Regions from separate parts of the Mus musculus genome. Here all the other regions are linked to region 1. A link is a contact called in public Hi-C and promoter capture Hi-C data. All regions are on one chromosome and are shown on one strand. Each heading gives the region's core, a stretch centred on a gene start, on an enhancer-like site or on the middle of the called end of the contact. The rest is flanking DNA. Distances are from core to core; before and after follow the strand shown. Region 1 holds the start of Asb1 (ankyrin repeat and SOCS box-containing 1). Region 2 has its middle 24 kb from the start of Gm46242. Region 3 overlaps Twist2 (twist basic helix-loop-helix transcription factor 2). Region 4 overlaps Hdac4 (histone deacetylase 4).

Region 1 (2,700 bases), core at 135-2,634:
CCCAAGCTGGAAACACACAAACAGAACAGACACTAAAACAACACTGGGGTCGGGGTGGGGTGCAAAACCACTTTTTCTTCCACAGGACTATTCTGTACCTTAAGAAATAGCTACCCTTTGACCAACCACCTCTCTCCCATTTCTCATTCCTGCATGACAGGTCAATCCACTCAAAGATCTTGTCTGTCCCTGAGATCAAATTCAATGACAACCAAAGCTCTTGGTGGTAGAGGCCTTGCCTTGCTTTTTCATGTCACCCCGATAGCCCCAGGTGAGTCAGGCCAATAGGACATCATCCACAAAGTTTGTTGAATTGATGGAGGGAGGAATGACAAGAGACTGTACCAACATTGTGGCTTTCTCAGATTTTCTGCATACAGAAGAGAGCTCAGTGAACTCTAAAATCAGAGATGGGTGCAGAAGCACACCTACCAAACACCTACCAGCAGGTTCAGAAAGACCCCAAGGTGGACGCCGTACCAGGAAACTCTCCTGGGAATTGTTAGTTCCATTGTAGCAGCACTGCAAAGTGGAGCAGCTTTAAGGCAGGTGGCAAGTGTCACCCTTTTTCTGCAGGTGGGTCAAGCGCCCCTGTAAGAGTTGTGGCACTAGCAAGCTCTCTGGGGACAGCACTGTCGTTAAGGTGGGTGGAGGTGGGGCGGAGGACGTTTGTCCAGTAGCTACTGCGCTGACTGGCTGGCGGGATGGGGAAAGGGAACCTGTCCGCACGAAGGCTGACCTCTGAGGGCCCTTACTGACCAGTGAGCTCATACCTGGAAGAAGATCCGAACCCCATGGTCCAGCCAGGGTCATCGCTGACGGGGATGGGCTAACAGGGTGGCAGTTACAAGGCTAGCTCCACCAGAAAGAAACCTCCGTGGGAGGGATGTCCACGAGAGGCCAGGCAGGAGCGGGGGCGCGCGCCTAGGGCCGCGCGGAGCCTAACGTCCACACTTACTGACCCCGGGCGCGATTCCTCGGATCTGGCCTGCGAGGACCGAGGACCCGAGTCCCGGACGCCCAAGGGACACTCTGACCCCAAGACGCAACCCCGCTCCCTACTACCCCTAGCCGCGCACGTTACCTGCGGGTCCCGGGCCGGCCCGTCCATCGGGGCCGGTCCCGCCCTCCGCCATGCCTACTTGGTCCTCAGCCTCCGCCCTGACCCCGCCGCCTGTCCACCTCCGCAGCAATCCTGTCAGAGAGCAACGCTGTCAGAGAAGCACCGCCGGCGTTTCCGGCAGGTGGGCGTGTCCAGGGCTCGGCTTCCGGGGAGTATGAGCCTCCTTTTCGTACTTCCTGCTCCGGACGGAGGGTGCTGGGGTCTCCACTTCCGGCCTGGCTAACGGACTTGATTGCTGATTAGCGGGGTTGACCAAACTGCGTCTCCCGAGGCAACAGCAGCAGCTTCTGGGGAAACGCCTTTCCTCTGGGGGCGGAGGCTTATTTGCATGCCTCAGGAACTCCTGGTTGGTCGATTCTGTTCCCGCCCACTGGAGGGCGGGACGTGGGCGGGACCGTTACGGCCCAGTGGACTGTGGTCCGCTATCGCAGCGGCTGAAGGGTGTTGAGTGACGTGGGGCTGCGCTGCTGTCCTTTCTACGAGACTCCAAACGGTGCCTTCCGAGTCGGTGACTTGCAAAGTTGTGTTAGACGAAGGCAGCCCAGAATGTCTCCATGGAGCCAATAGTGTCTGTAACTTGGTCAAGGCGTGTTGACAGAGTGGCTTTCCCTCAAGCACTCCCGATTTTACATCGGTCACACTGTGTGCGTTGCGTTACGAACAGTTCTTAAGCATGGACGCTGTCGGGTCCTTTCATTCTCCTCTACACAACTTAGGGAAGGTACCTTGCAGGGGGAGGACCCCAGTGGACCGGGGGGAGACCGCGCCTTAAGGAGACAGAAGCGCCCCGCTGTCCTGTGAGATGGAGGCAAGGCCACAGTCTCCAACACCGCGGCTGTGACTTGTCTGCATCTTTGTGTGGTCATGGCACACCAGCTGGGAGCTAGCGACTATAGGTGCCCAACAAATCCTCGTGCCCAGACTGGCTCAGTTGCACAGGTCTGTGGAGCTGTGTGAGGCATCCTGGAACAGAGCCACGGGCTCTGAGGGTTTTGAGGGGAGCGGGGAGATTCCTGCAGTGGTGTTTGGTCTTGATAACACCGTTGGCACGAGGGACAGGTGACACCAATGACGCTGCAAGGCAAAGAGCCAGAGGTGGCTCAGCCTTATGGCTCTGCTCCACGGCTGCACATCCCTGGCTGGGATACCTCAAGGGTAAAACCACCCAAATGCGCATCAAAATGTGGTGTCGTGGCCATCCATATATCCTTTAAAAAGCCTCTGCCCCAGGTTACAACATGGCCAACCCTGGAGGATCTCTGCTCAGTGAAATAAGCCAGCAATAACGAACAAATAATGCACTCTTCCACACATAGGTCACTAAAGGAATCAGCTTCGGAAACAGAGTGGAATAGTAGGTGTCAGTTTGCTTCCAGAAAAGGGAGTGTCACGGGTGAGGGGACAGAGATAAAACTCCAGGCTGTCACCCTAGCCTGAGAACTTCGTTGAGACCAAAACTCAAGCAAAACTGGACTTACTGCTTTGGCTCGGGAAAAAAAAAATTTGTTAAGACTAATGGAAGCAATGTTGAGGTTTTATTTAAAATACTTTAACATTAGACTTTAACCTAAAGACTT
Region 2 (2,700 bases), core at 192-2,691, 360 kb before region 1:
TGTGTGTGCTGTGCTTTAGACACCCCGAGGAGCCTCCAGGTTCTAGACCTGAGCTCACTCTGCTCTTTAGAGTAACAACCTCTCCAGGTGGGAAACTGCAAGCCAAGAGGAAATCTCCGAGTTGACATTAATGCGTCGTCCCCAGTGGGGACAGTTTCACCAGTGTGGTGCTGCTTCTCTGGCCTCGTGAGTGACTTTTGTCTGCCTGGTTAGTGCTCTCATGCTGCAAAGCTGTCTCTCTTACTGGGAAAGAGGGTGTGCCAACCGAGGAAGTGCATTCTTCAGATCGGGCTGTACCTGAGACCGTGGAGCATTTTCTCAGTCATTGGTGGAAGTCCACCCTGGACAAGTGGTCTTGGATGACATAAGAAAGTAGATTGAGTAAGTCAGGGCAAGCAAGAAAGTACCCACCTCTCCTCCAGGGCCTCTGCTTCAGTTTCTGCCCCCAGGCTCCTGCCTTGAGTTCTTGTCTGGATTTTGCTTCCTGATGGACTATAGACGCTTTCCTCGATGAGTTGCTTTGGTCATGGTGTTTATCACATGTCAGTTGCAGCTCCTGCTTGAGTGTCCTGAGGCTGATCTAAGAAAACAGGAGCTTGGTGGCTAAAAGCTGTGACTTACTCTTCCAGCTGTGGAGGCCAAGTGTCCCAGGTTGTGGTGGCTGAGTTAGTTCTTTCAGAGGTTGAGAGAAAACCCATGCCAGGCCTCTCTCCATTCTTGGGTGGCTGGGGGCCCTGGCATTGCGTGGTTTGTAGAGAAGACATACAAGTGCATCCCCAAGTGGCCTTTCCCACTCACCTCCTAAGGACACTGTCATGGGATTTTTGGAGTCCACCCTAGCCAGACTGTCCAGCTTAAGATTCAGTCTGCTAAGCCCCTGTCACCCACTAGGGTCACACACAGCTTTCAGAGGTGACACCATCAAAGCCATAAGTCTGTTTATGTCACAGGCACAGGCAGACACAGCCAGCTATGAAACTAGAGTCCCTTGCTCAGGAGGGGCTGTGGAGGTAGCAGGGAGCATACACAGGACAGAGAGCCAGTCACCACATCCTCTCCAGGGGACAGAGCACAGCCTTCTGCCGAGCCAAGGCCACTGTAGCCCGTGGTGTTCCTACAAGGTTCAGTAATTAAAGCTTGCCTCTTTTAAGAGACAGTCATGAGAAACACTCCTGACTTACATGTTGTAAACACATAAACATACCATTCCCCAGCCCACTAAACACAGTTAAACATCAGGGAGGATTTTGTCAGTAACCCAGTGTGGCCTTGCTCCATGTGGGCCTGAGACACAGCCTTCGGGATGGACCTGGGCACCCTGTGGCCTGCACCAAATGTCTCCACCTTCCTGGACTCTGGACCCGCAGCCTGTGTGACTATCAGATTGTCAGTGAAGATGTGTTCTCTAAGGGTGGCTCACTGGCTCCTGCCCCTCATCCTGATGTCAAACTGGACGGTCTGGATGTTAAACCTTTGTTGTCCTGTGTGTTTCTCTCTTGTCCAATTCCAGGCAGTTCACCAGGCATTTTGTAAGTTTTTGGCCTCCGGGAGGTTTTTGTTTATTTGTTTCCAGGCACAAGGCCAGAACAGCTTGAAGCCAAAAGCCCGTTCTGTCTTTAGTAAAACTCTAGCCCTGTTTCATAAACAGTGGGTGGGGAAGGGGAGGGCTGGGTGTCCTGCCCACCTGAGATCTGTCCACACTGTGCCCTGAACCAGGGTCTCATCTCTTGTGAGGGGGCTTTAAAGCACTGGGCCAAGCTTGAGAGTAGTTGCCAATGGAGTACTACACGAGAATGCAGAGTCCTCTGGGACGGTCTAGGACCTTTGCTGCCAATGTGTGTGTGTTTTTGCTGCCAACTGCACAGGTGGTACTCAGTGTTGGATCCCAGACGGCTTAAGAAAAACAAAAAGATGGGGGTCTTCTGGCTTGAAAGTGTACACTATCAGATCTCATCTCTACTGGCATTTACAGCAGGAAGAGGCTCATATAGTTTAGAGTCCTAGCCACCCCCAAAACAAGGTGAGGACCTCAGGACACAATAAAGGGGACTAAGCTGAGAGTTTCCCAGGGTCAGGTGTGTAGATCCAAGGTGCCCAAAGGGAAGTAGACTAAAAGCACAGATAAGAGCTTCCAACCCCACCTCTGTGGTGCAGACCCAGGAGGTGGAAGGAGCCTGCAGCCTGCCTGGTGGGAATGCCACTCACTCAGGGCTGACTGTCATCCACCTCACACTCCCAGGGGTGCAGCCCCGAGGAGAGGAGTCCCTGCAAGCCAGATGAGAACCTGTGTGTGGGAGGGGCTCTGGATGGGAAAAGAGGGGGATGGGAGCAAGAACTGTCTACCAGTGGCCCAAAGTGACCTTTTCAGCATCTGGAAGAGAAGAGAAGAGAAGAGAAGAGAAGAGAGAGAGAGAGAGAGAGAGAGAGAGCCTAAAAGGAGCAACTGGGTGACCAGAAAAGGACAGAAATGCAAAGGTGTGACTGACACAGAACATGGCCAATCAGAAACCATGGATGTCATACAGGTGCTCACTGGAAAAGAAAAATCAGTGGTGGCAAAACATTAGATCTGTGATTCTCAACGCATGGGTCATGACCCTTTTGGGGGTCAAATGACCCTTTCATGGGGGTCTCATATCAGAAATCCTACACATCAGACAGTTGCATTACAATTCATAACAGTAGCAAAATTACAGTTAT
Region 3 (2,700 bases), core at 38-2,537, 300 kb before region 1:
AGACACTGTAATTACATGCCACATACCCATGAGCCCTGGGGCAATTCCCTTACACATACATATATGGGTATACATAGGCATCATATATGCACACTTATGGGTGCTCTGCTCAGCAGCAGTCTACCTTCCCTTAGCAAAAGCTGATTTTGAACCCAGCATTCTGGAGAGGGTGGTATGGAGACAGGCAGGGAAAGGGCACCTGCAGGAGGGATGCCCAGGTCCTTGAGGAGTCTGGAGGTTTTGACAACAGGCCTCCACCACTCATCTCTGCCCCCCTCGAGCTCATTGAAAATGGAATTTGGTTGGTGAGCCAGAATAAGAGGGGGTGGCCATGAATTCAAGCTTGCTTTACCGCTGCACGGTGCCCAGAGCGTGGAAGACATGTGAGTTGGCACAAGCTGCTGCCAGGAATCAGCAGCATGCTGAAAGTCTCATCCAGGTGGGTAATGATGCCACTAAGGGAGGGAATGGCCAGGTCAGAGCCATCCTCGGGGCTGCAGCCACAGCAGACACTGCATCTGACTTGTTACTGGCTGCTCAGGGCAGCACACCACATCGCCACCCCTTCACTGACCAGTGTGCAAAAGCCTCAGACATTCAGCAATACTGTTCCTGAGACCTGAGCTCTGAGAGGTGCTTCTTAAAGCTCCGGAATGCTTCCCCCTTCTGGAATCACAACAATCTAAAACATCTAAGATTTTCACTAAAATTAGGCATGCGCGCACACACACAGGGACACACATACATACACAGACTCACACACAGACACACATACAGACACACAGAGACATACACTTGCGCGCGCACACACACACACACACCAACGTGTGTTTGCTTGCTCTCTCTTTCTCCCTCCTTCCTCTTTTTTTTTCAAGTTCAGAGCACTCCAAATATTTAAGCCTTTTTAAGTGGTCCTGGGCAGAGAGTCAAAGGCTGCTCTATTGGAGAATGTGGTTATAATTAGATAATTAATAGAGGAGGGGGAGGAGAAAGCTAAATGGAAGCCTTCCTCAGTGGGAGGAAATAATTACAATGGCTTTTGATATCTGAGCTGAGCCAGCCCTCCACGGGAAGCACAGGATGGTCCATGAAAAGCCAAGAATGGCAGGGGCTGTCCCAATAGGGTAGGCTTTGGGGGTTGGCTTCATCTGCCGGAGGGGCCTGGGGCTCAGGCAGAAGCAAGTGGCAGGTTCATTAGTCTTCTTGACTGAGAGCCTCCTGGCCTAACCCCCTTGATGTCACCTTGACCCCCACATGTCTGTAGACATGGGCAAATGTAAAACATCTGGGCTCAAGATGGCCTCCCCACTGAAGGGTTACCCGAGCCCCATGCATGGGCCTCCTGTGGCTCACTCTGGCTCTGCCTGGCTCGAGCAGGCTGCAGAGCTGCAGCTGGACTGAAAGCAGGGGTCAGTGGTCCTTGAAGCAGACTCCTAGACACTAAGAAGTTCATAAGGGCCTCACGTTGGCCGAAGGAAGGCATGCCACACTAGTGAGTCTCCAGCAAGTGAGGCAAGGAGAAGGGATGGGAGGTGTCTGTCTGCCACATGTCTATCTTTCCATTCATCTCACTCTTTCTCTCTCCCACTCCTTCTTCCCTCCCTTCTTTCCTGCCACCCGTGTGCACATTCATCCACCTTCTAGCATATGTGCTGAGTGTCTGGCATGTGCAAAGGATGGTGCTAGTTGCTGAAAAAAGCAGAGAAAGTGTCAGAGGATCTGACAGAAGAAACACACATATAAACTAGACCACAGTGGGAGACGCTGAAAACCGTCTCAAGGATAGACCATGGTTGGGATGCTGTAAATCGTCTCAGTGAAAGTGCAAGCCAGATGCTGCTGCAGAGGAGACTTACTCAACTGTCAGAAGAAGCACAAAGTACACACGTGCATGTGCGTGCATCCACATACATATGCATACACATACGTGCATACATGCATGCATGCACGCAAGCACACACACAAATAAATACAGCTGGGTTTCTCATGAGATACTCCAAAAGGTGGAAGGGAAAGTGACCACAGACTATGGGTGTGGCCGTCATCTATAGTACAAAGAAGTCCAGCAGGCTTCCCTACCTGACTTGACCTCTTTGCCCCTAGAATGAGGAAAGGATGAACTTTTGGCTCCACAGTGCCCTAAGGCCTGTCAGTTTGTTCAAGTTGCCAGTCTGCGCCTGCCTTCCTGATTTCTACTTCCCATACTGACACCCTGCTAGCCCTAACGCCAAGACCCTCTTAACTCCTGGGATTCCGATTCCACAGAGGTTGGGGAAATGGAAGGCTGAGTACAGCTGGACTAGAAGCTGAGGATGCCATCAGACCACAGGGGTCCCATTGCTCATCCAACTTGGGGGAACACTTGGGCTTCTAGAGAGCCTCACCTTCTACCTGGGTCCCTTCCCATCCTGAATGCATCTAGACACACCTTCTGAGCTGCCCACACCAACTACCAATGGGTGGCTGGAGAGAGGGGATGGACAGCAGTCAGGAGTCCCTGAACTCTGAGCAAGCAATGATCAAAAAAGAGGACACATCAGGTGCATGGGGCAGAGACTTCCATGAGGAGCACACACTAGCACCTACTAAGTGGCCCCAGGGAAGGAGGTGCTTCACTTTGAAAGACAAAGAGCAGGTTGGGAACTATCAAAAAAGACTCTGAAGCCACAGAAAACTTAGGGATGCTGTGGTTCTAACCAA
Region 4 (2,700 bases), core at 164-2,663, 420 kb before region 1:
CGAGTTTACTCAGATCCATGCTAGGAACTCCAGCCAGATATGTAAACACAACCAGCCTCCCCTAACCCCTAGATCTGCCAGCCCTCAACAGAAGAGGTTCTGTTCTGTAATAGGAACACTGTCAGGTACAAACAAGCTCCCCTACCCACAAGATGTATGGGCAGCATGGTGTCTGGACTGTGCAAGGCTGTGCCAACTCCTCAGGGGCCCACTCCCACCTCCTGTGGCTGCCTACCCATAAAACGCTGCTTCCTTTCAGACTCTGGCAGAGCCACTCTCCTTGCCCTTGCTGCCTGGTGGTAGAGTCTTGCAGCAGAGCCTGTGGGACTCTAAGAACCAGTCTTGTCCTAGGGTCCACAGCATGCTTTTCAGACTGGGCACTCACAGAGCCAGTGCTACCCTGATCTTCTGACCCTGTCCTTCTCCCCACAGGCTCGCTGACCTCAGTGTTCGTCAGGCTTCCTTGTGGTGGTGTTGGGGTAAGCATTTCTTTAATGTGTAAATAATGTCCTGTTTGTTCTCAGGGCCTCAGTGGTCACAGAAATCATTGCCTTGCTCTCTCGAGTGGGTAATGGCTGCCAGGTGTTTTCCATAAACAGTACTATGGGGTGGGCGGGGCCATCTGGGGCTTCAAAGGGACTGAGAGCGTTTTTGGTTTTTTTTGGTTTTTTTGTTTTTTTTGTTTTTTTTGTTTTTTTTTCACGGAACTCAGGCACCTTTCTTTGGGGAAGGTTGTCTAACAATGCATCTTACTAGGCCACAGCTCTTACGCACCTCATGTGTACACTGTGCCTCATGGCGTACGTTCACAGCAGTGCTACATGCTTGTCCATACAGGCCACAGAGGCCTCTTAGGGAATTGTGGACTTTTCTTGCCACGCTCTAGTTTGTACTCCAGATAGTTTTCTGTGCAGTGACCAGAGCATCCATGGGTCAGATGACATTTGTAAGACATTCTCTGGTTTATGGTGGCCTTGCATTTCTATAACCAGGTGATACGAGTAGCTAGTCACTTGGAGAACAGACTCAGACACACAAATGACAAAAAACTAGGCAGCCGTCAAGATATCTACTCCACCTGTGTAGACAGCCTTAGCTTGTGCTGCCAAATTGGCCTCAGGAGGCAGAGGTTCTGCAGTACTCTTGTCCCCTGGGATAAGAGAGTGGGACCAAGCCTCCTGTCTGATCTTCTGACCTTCAGAGTCACAACAGCGCCTGGTGTGTTGGGCCAACACATGGCCAAACTTGTCCTAGCAAAACCTGTGCTGTGTTTGATCACAGATTGTGAGGTGAAGCTGAGGTCTGGATTCTGTTATGGAAATGAAACAAAATTGTTTTCTTCCTGAGTCTTTACAGAAATCGCTGCTTTGAAAATTGCCCCGTCAGAAAGAGAATGATGGCATCTATTCATACTACCACCAAGCTCTCCTGGAGTTATTTTGTTTTGTATTGTAAATAGGCTGCAATCTCTTAATTCAGGGCAAATTTTTGGCCCAACTTGAAAAGATTTGGATTTGCACTGCCCTGCAGCCAGAGGGTCCTGTGCGAGGCAGCATTTATAATTTGCAAATGAAAACTAAATGCAAGCTCAGACCTAGGGGTCAAACCCAGGCAGACTCCTGCACAACTAACCCCAGATCTGAGGTCCAACCGGCATGCCAAATGAATGCAGGCGTACTGAACAGATGTGAGGGGAGCCCATGGGGCCCAGCCTGCAGAAGGGAGGCCCAGAGGCAGCAAGGCAGCCCAGAAGCTCTGACTTAGTGTCTCTTTGGGTCTCTGCTACAGCCATGGACTCAGTTTTCCTCCCAAGATTTCCAGGGCTCGCTCCCCCTCCACCCACTGAGGTGTCAGAAAGAGCAGTGCAGATGCTATGGGAAATCTGAGACCTGTGTGGGATGAGGAGTGGGGACCTAAGGGCAGGCCCCTCTGTACCTGGAAGCAGCTTCCCATTGCCAGTTCTGTCATATGGTAGTTCTTTTAGAATGTAAAAAACCAATCCTTATTCGCTCTGTTAAGTAAAAGTTTGAAATACTTTTGATCTTTTTTTTCCAAACCAAATAAAAACTCTTCTGTTTTGTTCACCTCATTATTGTGAACTTGAGACTAGTAAAGGCCTGTGTCTTTGACTTCCTGCTCCTGCCCTGCCCTGCCTGGAAATGTAGGCTGGCTTCTGCTGGCTTCTACCTCCTCCGACTGCAACTTGAGCCCCTCATTCCCAGGGCTCACCCAGATTTGCCACATGCTCCGTTGTCAGTATTCAGCTTCATTTCCCAGATATTTCTGTCTGTACTTCCTATAAAGCACTTTCCTCTTGCTCCCGTTAGCATCACCACCCTAACGGAAGCAGCTGGTAGACATAACTGGGGACAAAATAGCAGAAAGTCTTGCCATGATAGCAGCCTGGAATCCTGGGGTTTATTCCTTCCTCTCTGCAGAAAGGAGCTTGGTCAGGTTACAGACACTGACCTGTGATGCCCAGAGAGTAGTCTACAGAGAGTCCTGGAAGAACTGGCACATGTCATGTGTAGTCCCTTCCCCATGTCTTAGACATGCTCTTTAATAAAGTCAAGCTCAAGCTGGAGAGATGACTCCATCCTTAAAGGCTAGGCTCACAACCAAAAACATAAGAGTTAAGTTCCCAGAACCCATGGCTGTCTCTCCAGCCACCAAAAAAGTACAAAGAAAAAAATAAAATAA

Evidence for each region. Promoter capture Hi-C pulls out the DNA fragments that hold promoters and counts their contacts. Hi-C and Micro-C count contacts between places; a contact is called where the count stands out from the background.
Region 2: a Hi-C map of uterus shows a contact between it and region 1, with 2.1 times the contacts expected there. The contact joins the enhancer-like site here to the promoter of Asb1 in region 1. A contact is called at or near these places in 7 of 39 promoter capture datasets (the 3T3-L1 cell line, cranial neural crest, frontonasal cranial neural crest and 4 more), 1 of 484 Hi-C or Micro-C datasets (uterus), 10 of 115 datasets of contacts at active chromatin or transcription factors (SST interneurons, craniofacial prominence, embryonic forebrain and 6 more) and 2 of 9 other capture datasets (embryonic stem cells and pancreatic islet).
Region 3: a promoter capture Hi-C map of second pharyngeal arch cranial neural crest shows a contact between it and region 1, with 5 times the contacts expected there. The contact joins the enhancer-like site here to the promoter of Asb1 in region 1. A contact is called at or near these places in 3 of 39 promoter capture datasets (cranial neural crest, maxillary cranial neural crest and second pharyngeal arch cranial neural crest) and 5 of 115 datasets of contacts at active chromatin or transcription factors (embryonic stem cells, epiblast stem cells, fibro-adipogenic progenitors and 2 more).
Region 4: a promoter capture Hi-C map of second pharyngeal arch cranial neural crest shows a contact between it and region 1, with 6 times the contacts expected there. The contact joins the enhancer-like site here to the promoter of Asb1 in region 1. A contact is called at or near these places in 9 of 39 promoter capture datasets (the 3T3-L1 cell line, 3T3-L1-derived adipocytes, cranial neural crest and 5 more), 3 of 484 Hi-C or Micro-C datasets (the STO cell line, cerebellum and cortical neurons), 11 of 115 datasets of contacts at active chromatin or transcription factors (craniofacial prominence, embryonic basal ganglia, embryonic forebrain and 8 more) and 1 of 9 other capture datasets (embryonic stem cells).

The regions. Positions count from the first base shown.
Region 1 is chr1:91,539,249-91,541,948 of GRCm38.p6, reverse strand. Asb1 (ankyrin repeat and SOCS box-containing 1) reads right to left here and starts at 1,384. Exons shown (of 5, transcript NM_001039126.2): 1 at 1,085-1,384. The coding sequence starts at 1,136.
Region 2 is chr1:91,902,547-91,905,246 of GRCm38.p6, reverse strand. No RefSeq gene overlaps it. Among named protein-coding and RNA genes, the nearest start is that of Gm46242, 24 kb to the right of the region's middle. Within about 2 kb of position 1,441, at least 23 of the 459 cell types and tissues checked have an H3K27ac peak or open chromatin away from gene starts, as enhancers often do. A contact at or near this core is called in uterus, where this site is marked.
Region 3 is chr1:91,843,423-91,846,122 of GRCm38.p6, reverse strand. All of the region lies in intron 1 of Twist2 (twist basic helix-loop-helix transcription factor 2), which reads right to left. Among named protein-coding and RNA genes, the nearest start is that of Gm46117, 13 kb to the right of the region's middle. Within about 2 kb of position 1,287, at least 19 of the 459 cell types and tissues checked have an H3K27ac peak or open chromatin away from gene starts, as enhancers often do. A contact at or near this core is called in second pharyngeal arch cranial neural crest, where this site is marked.
Region 4 is chr1:91,962,559-91,965,258 of GRCm38.p6, reverse strand. Hdac4 (histone deacetylase 4) reads left to right here. Exons shown (of 27, transcript NM_207225.2): 17 at 433-479. Among named protein-coding and RNA genes, the nearest start is that of Gm46242, 84 kb to the right of the region's middle. RefSeq lists an enhancer at 1-2,331. Within about 2 kb of position 1,413, at least 23 of the 459 cell types and tissues checked have an H3K27ac peak or open chromatin away from gene starts, as enhancers often do. A contact at or near this core is called in embryonic limb bud, embryonic stem cells and second pharyngeal arch cranial neural crest, where this site is marked.